Regions from separate parts of the Mus musculus genome. Here region 2 is linked to region 1. The links are chromatin contacts, called in public HiChIP or PLAC-seq maps. All regions are on one chromosome and are shown on one strand. The core of a region is the stretch at or near the end of the contact, and the rest is flanking DNA. Distances in the headings are between cores, read along the strand shown.

Region 1 (6,605 bases), core at 2,129-4,628:
GGAGGTTGCTGGGGTAAGCAGCCTTGGACGTGCTGGCAGGGAGTCAGGGTTGCTGGGGCGCTCCTGGGTTCCAGGGCGTGCAGGATGCAGCAGCGCTCAGGGAGGCAGGAGGCGGCGTGCCGGCGCCTGGGGCGAGGGGTTCTCCAGGCGTTTGACGCGTAGCAGAGCCCCCAGTACGTTCTCAGGGGGCACCTCGGGACCCAAATCCTGGTCCACAGATCGGCGGAGGCGGCGCGGGGCAGGAGCAGCCTCTGGCTCCGAACTTCCGGTGAGGATCCGCCCTAGCAAGTACCTGCAAGGATTGCGGAATGCGGTCAGGATGTATTTGCCATCGCTGTGGTTCAGAACCCGGACAAGGCAATTTTCTAATTCCGTATGGCTTGTAACCCTCACTCGAGCCTGCGGAACTCACCACTACTTTCCGAGGAAGTCAGAGGTCCCGGCCTTCCATTCCAGAAACTGCCCACCACCAGGACCACTTCCTGCAGAAACCGATCCACCACCACTCCGGGGAGCCCTTACTCCTGCATTGTCCCACCAGTCAGGGGTCCCTGGGCTTCCGTCCCCTTGTACTCAGGACCCGCGACCTCACTTCTCAGGCTCCAGCGCAGCACTTTAGTAGTGATTTTACCCCCAGTGCATGAAGCCCTCTGCCCTTGCCCTCCCTCCCCCTTGGTCCCCGCACCTCAGCAGCTCAGGGTCCACGTCAGGAGTCTCGTCGCCGGCATCCTCGACGTCTGGGCCAGTGGGGCCATCATCATACACTGGGGGCCGGGGTCGCGGCGCAGCGGCAGGGGCGGGGACAAGTTGGGCTGCCAGGGCGGCCGGGTCTAGGCGAGCTCGGAGCAGAGCACGGGCGAGCTGTGCAGCTGGAGCGTCCGGGTCATCGTCGGGGGCCAAGGGCGGGTCCGAGGCACGCGGAGAGCCCCAGGCGCGCAGCAGCTGCGCCAGGACACGCGCCTGCTGATCCTCAGCCTCCTGCGCCTCAGCACGCGCGCGTTCCTGTCTCTCGGCCTCCAGCAGGTGCGCCAGCGCCCGCGCCAGCTCCTGCACCGCACCCGCCGCCTCTCCTCGGGGCACGGCCCGACGCAAGCGGAGGGGAGTGCTCGTCTCAACCAAGGGCGCGGATGCTGCGCTCAGACTGCGGGGCTCCTGTGAGAAGATGGGGTGAAGGAAAAAAATATCGTCATTGTCTGGCCAGAGATGCACAACTAGGGGTGGGGCTCCATGGATTTTCAATGACCACCTCATTCACTGGGCCCCTCCAAAATTCCTATCGTGTCTAAGGTCCCGGGAAACCCCTAAATATCTCCAAGGGCACTTCAGACCACTAGAACACCTCTAGGATTCACACAATCTCAAAACTTGTCCTGAATCCTCTGGATGCTATGCTGTTACCGTTAGTTTCTTTTCTCTTCTTCGTTTTTTTTGGGGGGGGGGTTGGGGCAGGTGCCAGGTTTGGAATAACACTATAACATTTCTCTGTTGGAAATTAAACTTGCAAAAATAAGCCAGGTGTGGGAGAGTTCACGCCTTTAATTCCCAGCCTACGCAGGCAGATCCCTGAGTTTCAGGCCAGCCTCCTCTACAAAGGGAGCTCCAGGGCAGCCTGGACTACAGAGAGAAATCCTACCTCAAGAAACAAAACAAAATTTTGCAAAAATCATTTTGAAAGAGAAATTGCCTGTGTCTCAAGAGAAGAATGGGTTGGGTGTTACAGTCAGCCTGCAGGATGTAAATTCTTGAAACATCACAGCAGCATTTTTATAACAGCATAAAAGTAGGGGGTGGGGTGAAGGAAAGAACAGCACGGAAATAAACAATGACTTAGTAGGATACTCATGATACACACATGGAAGATGATAATGCGCACCAATAAATTAACTATAACTGTACACTTCAATATAAATGAATCTCACACACACACACAAAGGCAAATTCTAGAATCCCACTGCAGATGACCTAAGTCTATCAAAGCCAAGGACTTCTTAGTGACCCCTAGTGACCATCAGGAAGCAGATGCCTAGCTTGATTGCATTTCTCGGATGTTCCAGAAGCAGGAGGAATGAAACAATGGGTCGTTTAAAGATGAGCTGCAAAGCAAAGAACGGACTCAATGGGTGGAAAATAGAAGGTAATGCCTATGGGGGGCGCGAGGCTATCAAATGGTTTTAAAAATTCTCCTCTGATCTCTCAACAGCTTTGAAGAGGTAGAGGAGCAAGCTGCTCCACGTGCCCTTGATCAGCACCCACCACTCTCAGCGCCGGGGAAATCACCCACCAGCAATCCCTACACACACACACACACACACACACAGCCCTTAAAATGTCACACATTTTAACCCAACACTGCCATATCCACTGCGAGAAGTGGTCTTTTTTTCGTGCCTGTGTGTACATTCCTGTTGGCGAAATGATCTTCAGTTACTCTACCTGAGCCAACCAAGGACATGCATCGTCTTTAAAAACACAATGCAGAGACATCATGGCTTCTTTCCCTGCAATGACACAGCTCCACAAAGAAGAAGAAGAAAAAAAAGGAAACTGTCTCGTGGATGCACGTAGAAGAACCCAAGTACTCAGTTTACCCAAGCCACCATGAAATATGTACCCCAAGGTACAAGGACCACTCCTTCTAAAATAAAAACAAATGAACACAGAAACACACAAGTACACAGAAAGATACGCCCATATACTACGTCACCACCCATAAGAATTCACAAATATACACACTGTACCACTAAGAAAGCAACCAGGCCCGCAAAAAGTCAACCAGAAGCATCCCTAGTATTGTAGGGCATTCAGGGGCAGTCAAACCAAAGGTCACACTGAAAAGAAACAATGCCTATACACTTCGGTCATCACATCACAGGCTTAGATATCTTTTCTGAATACACCCTAGTGCCACGGACAGCTCCACGGGCCACCCGTGGATCGAGATTAAACCAGGCCCCAGATGCTGAGGGATGGGCAGGGCGCCCTGAACAACATCATCCTCACATCCTGAAACTGCCCCTGGCCTGCGCGGGGCTGTCAGCTGCAGGCCAGGTCACCCTAGCCAAGCCCTATGCGCATACCTGTGAAAATACCTCATTAACACTTTCCCCCATCTTCCTCCCCACCCCACCCCCACCCCCTGCTGACTGAGGTCGCACCTTCACGGGCCTCGCTGACAGGGTGGGGGGCAGCCTCAGAAGGCCCAAGAGCAGCAGCACCAAAATGCCGACGCCCCCGGCCCGCGGCCCGCAGAGCAGCGGCGACCCCGCCATGCTGCCCCAACGAGCCGGGCTCCGGACGGGCGGACTGGCTGTCAAGTGCGCAGCGATGGGTATTAGGCACAGCAGCAGCGCTCTGCGGCTGCGCACATCCAGGAGCCTGCCCCCTCCCCGCGTCCCCGTCCCCCCCACTCCCGCCCCACTGTCTCCTACTGTACGCAGGCGCAGAATTAGGGCTCTGGCCTTCTCTTCATCCTGCGCATCGCCATGGAGATGTCCAAGGGGCAAAGTGGAGAACAGAAGTCTGCACTGGCGGTTGCCATGGCAGTATAAGGGCAGTTGCTAGGGCAATAGACCTTGCTGTTGAATTACCAGACAGACAAGGGAAATTGACTCAGTGGGCTGAAATCAGGCTCTGGTCTCTGTCCTTGGGGAGACAACAGACTATACTCTTGTTTGATGGATAAACAATTACTGGCTGCATGCTGTGGACCACGATGTTCACAGAGAAATGAACCCAGATGACATGGCCACTGGCAGCTCAGTTCATATTGCTATGGATTAGCCTCATGCCAGAATAAAGCTATTACTAACAACTGCAACCTCAGAATGACACTTAAAGATCTACAGGCGTGATATTAAGTAGGAGCTTACTAAATGCTCCCTTCATTTCATTTCTCTCACTGTGCTCTCGTTTCCACAGGTATTCTGTGGCAATTGTGCACCCCTACTCACACACAACAAATATGTAAATGTTTTTTAAATGATACAACAAAAGGTTGAAAGAGCCAGGCCTAGTGGCACAGGCTTGCCATCCCCAACCACTTGGGAGGCTAAAGAAGAAGGTTCTCCACTTCAAGGCCTGTCTGGACTACATCTAGTTCAACAGTCTAGGGATGTAGTTCATCTGGTACAGTTTTTGCCTAGCATATACAAAGCCCTAGGTTTGATTCTGGGCACCCCATAAACTGGGTGTGGCAGTGCAGCCCTCATCTATGATGTAGCCTTCTTTTTTCCTTTGAACAGTTCTCTACATAGCCCCGTGGCTGTCCAAGAACTTACTATGTAATCTAGGCTAGCCTTGAATTGACAGAGATGTGCAGATCTGCCTCCTGAGGGCTGGGATTAAAGTCATAAAATGCTGTGCCCCACACAAAGCAGGCTCTAGACCAGCAAAAACACACAAATAGTTTAAGGCCAGCCTGTACAATGTAATGAGATCCTATCGCAAAATCAAAAGTGAAAAGGGGGATTTGAGTGGGTAGCTCCATCAAAGGGGTCTTGCCCAGCACGAATCCCCAGTGGGGCAAGAGGGAAGGGGGCTGGAGAGAGAAGCCCAAGCTCTGCGGTAAAGCATAAACACGAGTTCCATGCCACCACCATAGGAAGAGACAAAACGTCCCCAACCCAGGAATGGTTGGCACATTCCTGTAACCTTCCTTGGTACCAGGAGGCAGAGGCAGGAGGGTCATAAGTTTAAGGTCAGTTTGGGCCACACAGGGCGTTCAAGGATATCTAGCAGCTAGATAATGTCTCAATCAGGAGAGGTAGAGCGGGATAGAGATTATTCGTAGAGCACGTTCATGCTTGGAGTTCACCAAGAAAAATAGAAATAAAACAAATAAATAAACCATCAGCTGGGCGTGCTATCACTGGCCTTTAATCCCAGCACTCAGAAGGCAGAAGCAGGCAGATCTCTGCTGAGTTCCTGGTCAACCTGGTCTACATAGAAAGTTCCAAAGCTGGGCTGGAGAGATGGCACAGTGGGTAAGAGCACGGTCGTGAGTTCAATTTCCAGCAACCGCATGGTGGCTCACAACCACCCGTAATGAGATCTGATGCCCTCTACTGGTGCATCTGGAGACAGCTACAGTGTACTCACATATAAACAAACAAATAAATAAATGTATGTTAAAAGAAAGAAAGAAAGAAAGAAAGAAAGAAAGAAAGAAAGAAAGAAAGAAAGAAAGAAAGAAAGAAAGAAAGAAAGTTCGTTCCAAAGCAATCTGGGCTGCAAAGAGAAACCATGTTCTTAAAGAACAGCCAAACAACAACCACAAGAACCCAAAACACTGGAATGATCCATCAAAGACTGGGAATGTAGCTCACTAGTGAAGCATTTCTATAGCTGGATTTGAACATCAGCACCAAACCCAGAGGATTCTGATAAAATCAGTGTGTGTATCCCAAAGGGGGAAACCCTGGAGAGGGCAATGCTGACAGTGCGTCGTTCTGGATACAGAACCAGTGGTTGCTATATCTTCCTTTACTGGAAAATAAAGTTATGATTAGAACACGCTGCTGCAAAAATCTATATATTTTCATTGAGAATTAAAACTAAAAAAAATAAAGTGAAATTAAAACAACATATGATGACATGGCATAGATTAAATGTGAAGGAGAGCCAGGCATAGTGGCATACCCCTTTTATCCCAGCACTCAGGAGGTAGAAGCAGGAAGTTCTGTTAATTCAAGGCCAGCCTGGTCTACGTAGAGAGTTTCAGGTCAGCCAGTGCTACGCAGAGAGACCCTGTCTCAAAAACTAAAAACTAAAAACAAGTAAAATAAATAATAAAAGTGAAGCAAAGAGCCAGTCCACTGGTGCACTCCTGTAATTCCAGCACTTGGGGAGCTGAGGCTGGCGGATAGTGAGTTCCAGCACAGCCTAGAATGTATACAAGACCCTATCTAAAAGAAAAAAATGGGCAAAAGAAAGATGCACCTCTGTGGTCTAAGGCATAGATAGCTGATCTGTTGATTTGTCTGTATGTTCCCAGGATCACAGATGACAACACAATGCAAATCCTTTCCTGGCTACTTTTATGAAAGTCTGGCTTGGTCATACACAGCTGTAATACCAGCCCTTGGAAGGCCAAGGCAGAAGGACTGGTGCTGTTGCAAGTCTATGGCTAGTTAGATTTACATAAGAGCAAGGCCAGCCAGAACTGCATAGGAGACTCTGCCTCAAATCACATACAAAAAAAAAAGTGTATTTCTTTATGGACCTGAGGATTAAACACCAATATAACAGACACACACTTGAGATGGCTTCCATTTCCCCCACCTCTTGGTGTCCATGTCTTTTACTTATATAATCTAGTCCCATCGAGTGTATATGTGACTACAAGTAGCAGGTTATATGTAACAAACGTATATATTAACGATAAGATGAAATAACCCTTTGCTAAGGAGACTCCTAACTTGATAAGGCAAGCAGCCACTGGGGTATCTTGTTTTTTGTTTTTGTTGTTTGTCTGTTTTTTGAGACAGAGCTTCTCTGTTGTAGCCCTGGCTGCCCTGGAACTTGCTCTTTAGGACTTATGGCATCTTAAATAGCAAAGGTTACAAGCTCTCTGGCTGGACTATAGGAGCTAAGGCATAATGGGCTAA
Region 2 (6,605 bases), core at 2,818-5,317, 250 kb before region 1:
GGGGTATAGTACAAGGTGTTTGAAGGAGTTGTAGGAGAGTGTGTTTCCATGGAGAAAGGGTAAGATGAAGCAAATGTGGTAGAAAAGCTAATGGCTTCTGGTGAGGGCTATAGGCACAGGGTGTCTGTCAGTCTGCTCGCTTTTGCAATGCAAGAAAGCCAGGCCTTGCTCACTCACATCAGGCCTTCACTGTGCCACGGAGCTATAGAGCCACCTCCAGTGTGCATTCTGGTAGGTTTCTGTTGGTTGTGGTGGGCTTTTGTCTGGTTGGTTGTTTTTGTTGTTGTTTTTAAACATAAAGGGTGTTTCACCTGCTTGTATGTCTGTGTGCTACATGCATGCTTGATGCCCGAGGAGGCCACAAGAGGACATAGGCTCTCCTGACCTGGAATTACAGATGGCTGTGAGCCCACTTCTGGGTTCTGGGAATCAAACTCTGGTCTTCTTGAAGAGCAGCCAGTTTCTTTGAGCCATCTTTCCAGCGCCACACATTGTACTCGTTTTTAACATTTTATGGGTTTGAATTTGTTTTTGTTTGTGGCTTTTTTTTTTAATAGTTGTGGTATATAGCCCTGGGTAGCTGGGAACTTGTCATGTAAATTTTGCTGGCATCAAACTTACAAAGATACCTTCTGTCTGTGCTTCCCTAGTGCTAGGATAACATAGCCCACCATGCTTCACTGTGTTACTGCTTGGTTTTGGTTTGGTTCTAAGAATTGACTACAGGCCATATGTTTGCTAGGCAAGTGTTATACCACTGAACTATACCTGTTTGTTTGTTTGTTTGTTTGTTTGTTTTGTTTTTTGAGATAGGTCTTACTACATTTCCTGGGCTGACCTAAAACCTAACAGTTCTTCCACCCGACACACTCAGCACTGCTCAACACCCAGCAAGTTTTTAAAATCAATTTTGTTTATTTAGTGTGTGTGTGTGTGTGTGTGTGTGTGTGTGTATGCATGTATGCATGAGCACATGTGCACATGTGTGCCATGACACCTATGCAGAGGTCAGAGAACAGCTTGTGGGAGTCAGCTCTCTCCTGTCATGTAAATCCTGGGGTTCACACTCGGGTTCTCAGGCTTGGCAGCAGGTGCCTTAAAGAACCACTGAAACGTCTTGCCAACTCAGCAAGTTTTTGTTTCATTTTTGTAATAACATATGTTGGAGCCGTACAATTCGTACCCTTAGAGAACTTTTGTACCTACTTGGAATGACTGAGGCATTTTATTCACATCGTGTAGCTAAATGGAATACCTGGACATTTAATGAATAGAGTTAATTGTCCCCATAATCTTACAGAGCTAGAGTGGCGCACGCCTTTAACCCCAGCACTCGAGAGGCAGAGGCAGCCAGATCTCTGGGAGTTTGAGGCCAGCCTGGTCTATAGAGTGAGTACTAGGACAGCCAGGGCTACACAGAGAAAGCCTGTCAAAAAGAAAAAAAAATAACAAAACAAAACTACATGGCAACCTTGAAAAAGAGGAAGAAAGAGAAGGACAAAAAGAGGAATGCAGGAGGAAACAGAGGAAGAAAGAGTTGAAAGAAAGGAAAGATAATAGGGCACAGGAAAATGTGTCAATAACTTATTTCCCGGCCTCCATTTCTTCACCTCTAAAGTGGAAACAGTAGTGTCATTTAAACACATAAAGTCTTCCTGGCTGAATAAGCACAAGGCCAACCCAGCTGTGTAAGAGCTGAGAGGACGCCAGTGGAGCAGAGGTGATGACACCTGTCTCTTTCACAGAAACTCATTTGAAAAGTCCTTTTCTCCATGTCTATATGTTTATGGGTGCCCGTGTGTGGATGCATGGGTGTGCCTGTGAGCAGACCAGAGGTTAACGTTGAGATTCTCAATCACCCTTCGCCTTATTTTTTGTTTGTGGTTGGTTGGTTTGTTCTTTCAAGGCAGGGTTTCTCTGTATAGCCTTGGCTATCCTGGAACTCGCTCTACAGTCTAGGCTGCTTTGGAACTCACAGAAATCCACCTGCCCTCTGCCTTCCAAGTGCTGGGATTAAAGGCATGTGTCACCATGCCTGGTATCCACCTTATTATTTGAGATAGTTTCTCATTGAACCCAGATCTCACCATTTGGCTAGATTGGCTGGTCAGCAAGCCCATGGATCCTCCTAGCTTCCTCCCAAGAGCTGGGATTATATGTGTACACTACCGTGTCTCTCGTTTTTTATGTCGGTTCTGGAACTTACTAGGGATCCATGCCCAGGCCCTCATTGCTTATATGGCAGCCACTGAGATATCTTCATAACCATAAACTTACCTATAAGATGCTTTTCCATAAGGTAGAGAGATGGCTCAGCAGCTGGGAGTACTGGCTACTCTTCTATAGAACCTGGGTTTGGTTCTCAGTATCCACATGGCAATTCAAACCAGTCTGTAACTCTTGTCCCAGGGACCTTGACAAGCCTTGCAAGCATGTGTGCAGATAAACCTCTCATAAAATTAACTCTCCAGCTAATGACGAATCAGTTTTCCCCTCACTATTTCCATCTCTTACTTGCCAGGTTCCAGGGTAAGCGTGGTCTGTTTCTGAATTTTTAAAAATTTTCTTATTCTGATCTCTTCATTTACAAATGTCCTTAAAAGGACTAGCAAGCAAAATTGATGGAGAGAAAAAAACAGCTCCCTGAAGCCATGGGAGGACACAAAAATGAGCTGCCTTAAACTTGTATGATACTTATTTTGTATATGTGTGTGTGTGTCCACAGACATACCAAAGAATGCATGTGTAGGTCAGAAGACAACTTTCAGAAGTCAGTTCTTCCTTCTCTCGTGGGAGTCTTGGGGATTGAATTTAGCTCATCAACCTACTGAGCCATGCTGCATGGGCTCACATGCACCTGCATGCCATGGCATGCATGGTACACAGAGGACAACTTGTGGGATGCTGTCCTTCCACCATGTGGGTTCTGCAGGTTGAACCAGGTCACTAGACTTGGTAACAGGCACCTCTGCCTGTTGGTCCATCTCACTGGCTGTGTGGGGCCTTCCTTTCCTTTGTTTCCTAACAGGCTCTAACTGTATAGTTCAGGCTGCCTTGGCCTTCCTTCTAGGTGCTAAGATTCCAAGTATAAAACACCACATTCAGGTTATGAAAGTTTTAGTGTTTCCTTTCATAAAAATGTTACTTTCTGGATTTGTTTCAGTACTGGGAATGGAAGCCAGAGCCTTGCACATGGTAGACAAGCACTTTTCCACTGAGCCATCTCCCCAGCCCTAAAATGTTTCATGAAAGTCTTATAAGGGTTTTCTTCTTGTTTGCATATGTGTTCATAGGTGTGCATTTGTGTGAGTATGTGATGTACATGTGCAGGAGTTTGGAGACCAGGGATCAGTGTTGCTCGTCTTCCTCCATCACTTGTCCATGTAACTCTGCCAACAGGGTCTTTTACTAAAAGTTGAGCCTGCTGACTGGCTCCATGGCTGGCCAGGAAGCAGAAGTAAGATGCTTCTGCTTTTATTACTTCACTGCTCCAAGTACAGGCTTTCGCCTATCATCTGTTTGCATGTGTGAATCTGTGTGTGTGTGTGTGTGTGTGTGTGTGTGTGTGTGTGTGTGTGTGTGTGTGTGTGAAACACATGTGGAAGTCAGAGGACAGTTTTTCAAGAGTCAGTGTTTCCTTCCTCTTCGTTAAGGCCGGGTCTCTTTTTCTCTTGCTATACTGTATACTCCTAGGCTAGCTGGCCCGGCAATTTCAGGCAATTCTTTTCTCTACTAGCCTATTTTGCCACAGGAGTACTGGGATTATAGATGGGAATGCATACCACAACATCTGTCTTTTTGAGGCTAGAAGTCAGGTCACTGGACTTGAGCCATCTCACTAGCCCACCCCTGGCTTTAGCCTGCAGCAGAGATACAAACTGTTATACTTATACCGCAAGTGCTTCACCAATTCAGCCAACTTCCCAGGGCCTATTCTTATTTAACTGAATTAATTTGTCATTTTAATTTGTCTCCATTAAAATGCTAAGGAGAGGACTAGGTGTGGTAGCACATGCCTTTAATCCCAGCACTCGGGAGGCAGAGGCAGGCGGATTTCTGAGTTTCTGTGTAGACCAGGCTGGCCTTCAACTCAGAGATCTGCCAGCCCCTGCCTTCCTCTGCCTCCTGAGTGCTGGGACTAAAGGCATGTGCCGCCACTGCCCCAGCGAAGTTAAAATTCAGGGCCTACAGGAATGTTTAGTGACTCAGAGAATATACATTTGTAGCAGAGGACCCAAGTTCAGTTCCCAACACTCAGGTCAGGTGAAGTGTCTGGTCTCAGTGAGCACCGGCACCTCATAGACTTTCAACTGAAAAGCTTTTTAATATGTAAAAGAGAAATTAATGGAGTGCTGAGAGAGAGAGAGAGAGAGAGAGAGCGCGCGTGAGAGCGTGTGTGTGTGTGTGTGTGTGTGTGTGTGTGTGTGTGTGTGTATGTGTGTGTATGTGTGTGTATGTGTGTGTGTGTATGTGTGTGTGTGTGTGTGTGTGTATATATGTGTGTGTGTGTGTATGTGTGTGTGTATATATGTGTGTGTGTGTGTGTGTGTGTGTATGTATATATGTGTGTGTGTGTGTGTGTGTGTGTTTTCCAAATTGCCAAGTCTGTCTCAGGAGAGCAGAGAGGAGTGAGTGAGGTGCCATGGGGGAGCCCCTTGGTTAAAAGCGAAAGGATACCATCATGGAGGGAGCCTGGAGACTAGCACAGATCTGACTCGCTAACCAAGACCTAAAGCAAGAGCCCAGGTCTCTTTGGCCAGAGGTAAGGAGAAAATAAACACTTTTGTCTAGGAGGAAATAACTCTTCAAGCCCCTGAGGGAATTCTGGCTTCTGTCTAAATGCCTGATCTTGGTAAAAGGAATTTCTTGGGGAAACTGACATGAAACTGTTTAGTAACCTACTAAACACATTCACCTTATTAAAAATAAAAAAATGAGGCCCAGGGGACTGAAAGTTTGTAAGATCAGAGGGTCCTGTGCTGTAGTTGAGTTCAAGGCCAGTGTGGGCAAGTAAACAGTGCGCTCAGGATTTGAGCTACATTTGCTAGGCCCTGAATTCAGTGCCTAGTATTGCGATAATAATCAGAAATGAGCGTGAGGGCCAGCGATAAAGCTTAGTGATAGAGCACTTGCCTAGCATTCGGGAGACCCTGGGTTTGATTCACAGTATCACAGAAAATAAACAGAAATGAAAATGTTTTTAAACAATGCTAGGCCGGGCAGTGGTGGCACACGCCTTTAATCCCAGCACTTGGGAAACAGAGGCAGGCAGATTTCTGAGTTCGAGGCCATCCTGGTCTACAGAGTGAGTTCCAGGACAGCGAGGGCTACACAGAGAAACCTTGCCTCAAAAAGCGAAACAAAACAACACAAAAGTCCTACATACTCTAGGGAACACTATGCTTAACTTTATACATCTCTCTCACACACACACCTTCTGCTTGAGTGATCAGTTTGCTGTATAACCTTACAGGTCCTTTACTCTTTACAAACAAATTTAGTCATATGTAGGGACATGAGAGTATATTCATATTTATATACAATTGGCTTATGATCTACATGTTATACTCTTTTTATAAAACGTTTTAAAGCTATTTGTATTTTATGTACATTGGTGTTCTGCCTACATGTATGTCTGTGTGAGGGTGTCGGATTCCCTGGAACTGGAATTACAAACAGTTGTGAGCTCCAACATGGTTGCTGAGAATTGAACCCAAATGCTTTGGAAGACCATGATATACTCTTAAGTGTCGAGTATATGGACTGTGTAGTATAATATTGTTAATGCCATTCTTTAAAAATAAAAGATTTACTTAAATATACACAGCCTTGTGCCTGCATGTACACCTGCAGCAGAGGGCATCAGATCTAATTATAGATGGTTGTGAGTCACCATGTGGTTGCTGGGACTTGAACTCAGGACCTCTGGAAGAGCAGCCAGTGCTCTTACCCACTGAGCCATCTCTGCAGCCCTGTTAATGGCATTCTTGAGATCATATTGCTTTCCTTATTTATTTTCTGTGTATAGGTGTTTTGCCTGCATGTGAATATGTGCACCATGTGCATGCCTGGTGCCCAGGGAGGACAGAAGAGGATTAGAGATCTTGGGGCTGGAGTTACAGATAGTTGTGGGCTGCAGTGTGTGTGCTAGGAATAGAACTAAGGTCCTCTATTATGAGCCCAGTGGCTCATAACAGCTGAGCCATCTCTCCAGCCCCTTGAGTCCATTTTCATGGCTCTGAAAGCAACAAGCATGTGACTCAGTGGAAGGTTGAGTCTCTCTGAGGAGCCCATTTCGCCTCTACACTTGGTAGATTATCAAGCCAGGACCTTGAACCAATTTGGACATTTGTGATAATTTTCTTTATATTATTATTATTATTATTATTATTATTATTGCTACTAATAGTTTCCTTGTTTGTCTGTCTCTCTCTCTATCTATCTGGGTTTTTTGAGCCAGGGTTTCTCTGTGTAGCCCTGGCTGTCTTGGAACTCACTCTGTAGACCAGTCTGGCCTCAAACTCAGACATCTGTCTGCCTCTGCTTCCTGAGGCCAGCCTGGCCTACACAGAGAAATCCTTGAAAAGCAAAAAAAAAAAAAAAAA

The links. HiChIP or PLAC-seq counts read pairs in DNA pulled down with a chosen protein or histone mark.
Region 2: an H3K27ac HiChIP or PLAC-seq map of embryonic stem cells shows a contact between it and region 1, with 5 read pairs. The contact joins the enhancer-like site here to the promoter of Pcsk1n in region 1. A contact is called at or near these places in 1 of 39 promoter capture datasets (neural stem cells), 1 of 115 datasets of contacts at active chromatin or transcription factors (embryonic stem cells) and 2 of 9 other capture datasets (adipose tissue and liver).

Annotation. Positions count from the first base shown.
Region 1 is chrX:7,916,595-7,923,199 of GRCm38.p6, reverse strand. Pcsk1n (proprotein convertase subtilisin/kexin type 1 inhibitor) reads right to left here and starts at 3,378. Exons shown (of 3, transcript NM_013892.3): 1 at 3,156-3,378; 2 at 686-1,152; 3 at 1-292. The coding sequence starts at 3,269. The coding sequence ends at 97.
Region 2 is chrX:8,165,348-8,171,952 of GRCm38.p6, reverse strand. The region is part of intron 3 of Tbc1d25 (TBC1 domain family, member 25); the gene reads left to right. Among named protein-coding and RNA genes, the nearest start is that of Tbc1d25, 7.3 kb to the left of the region's middle. Within about 2 kb of position 4,067, at least 33 of the 459 cell types and tissues checked have an H3K27ac peak or open chromatin away from gene starts, as enhancers often do. A contact at or near this core is called in embryonic stem cells, where this site is marked.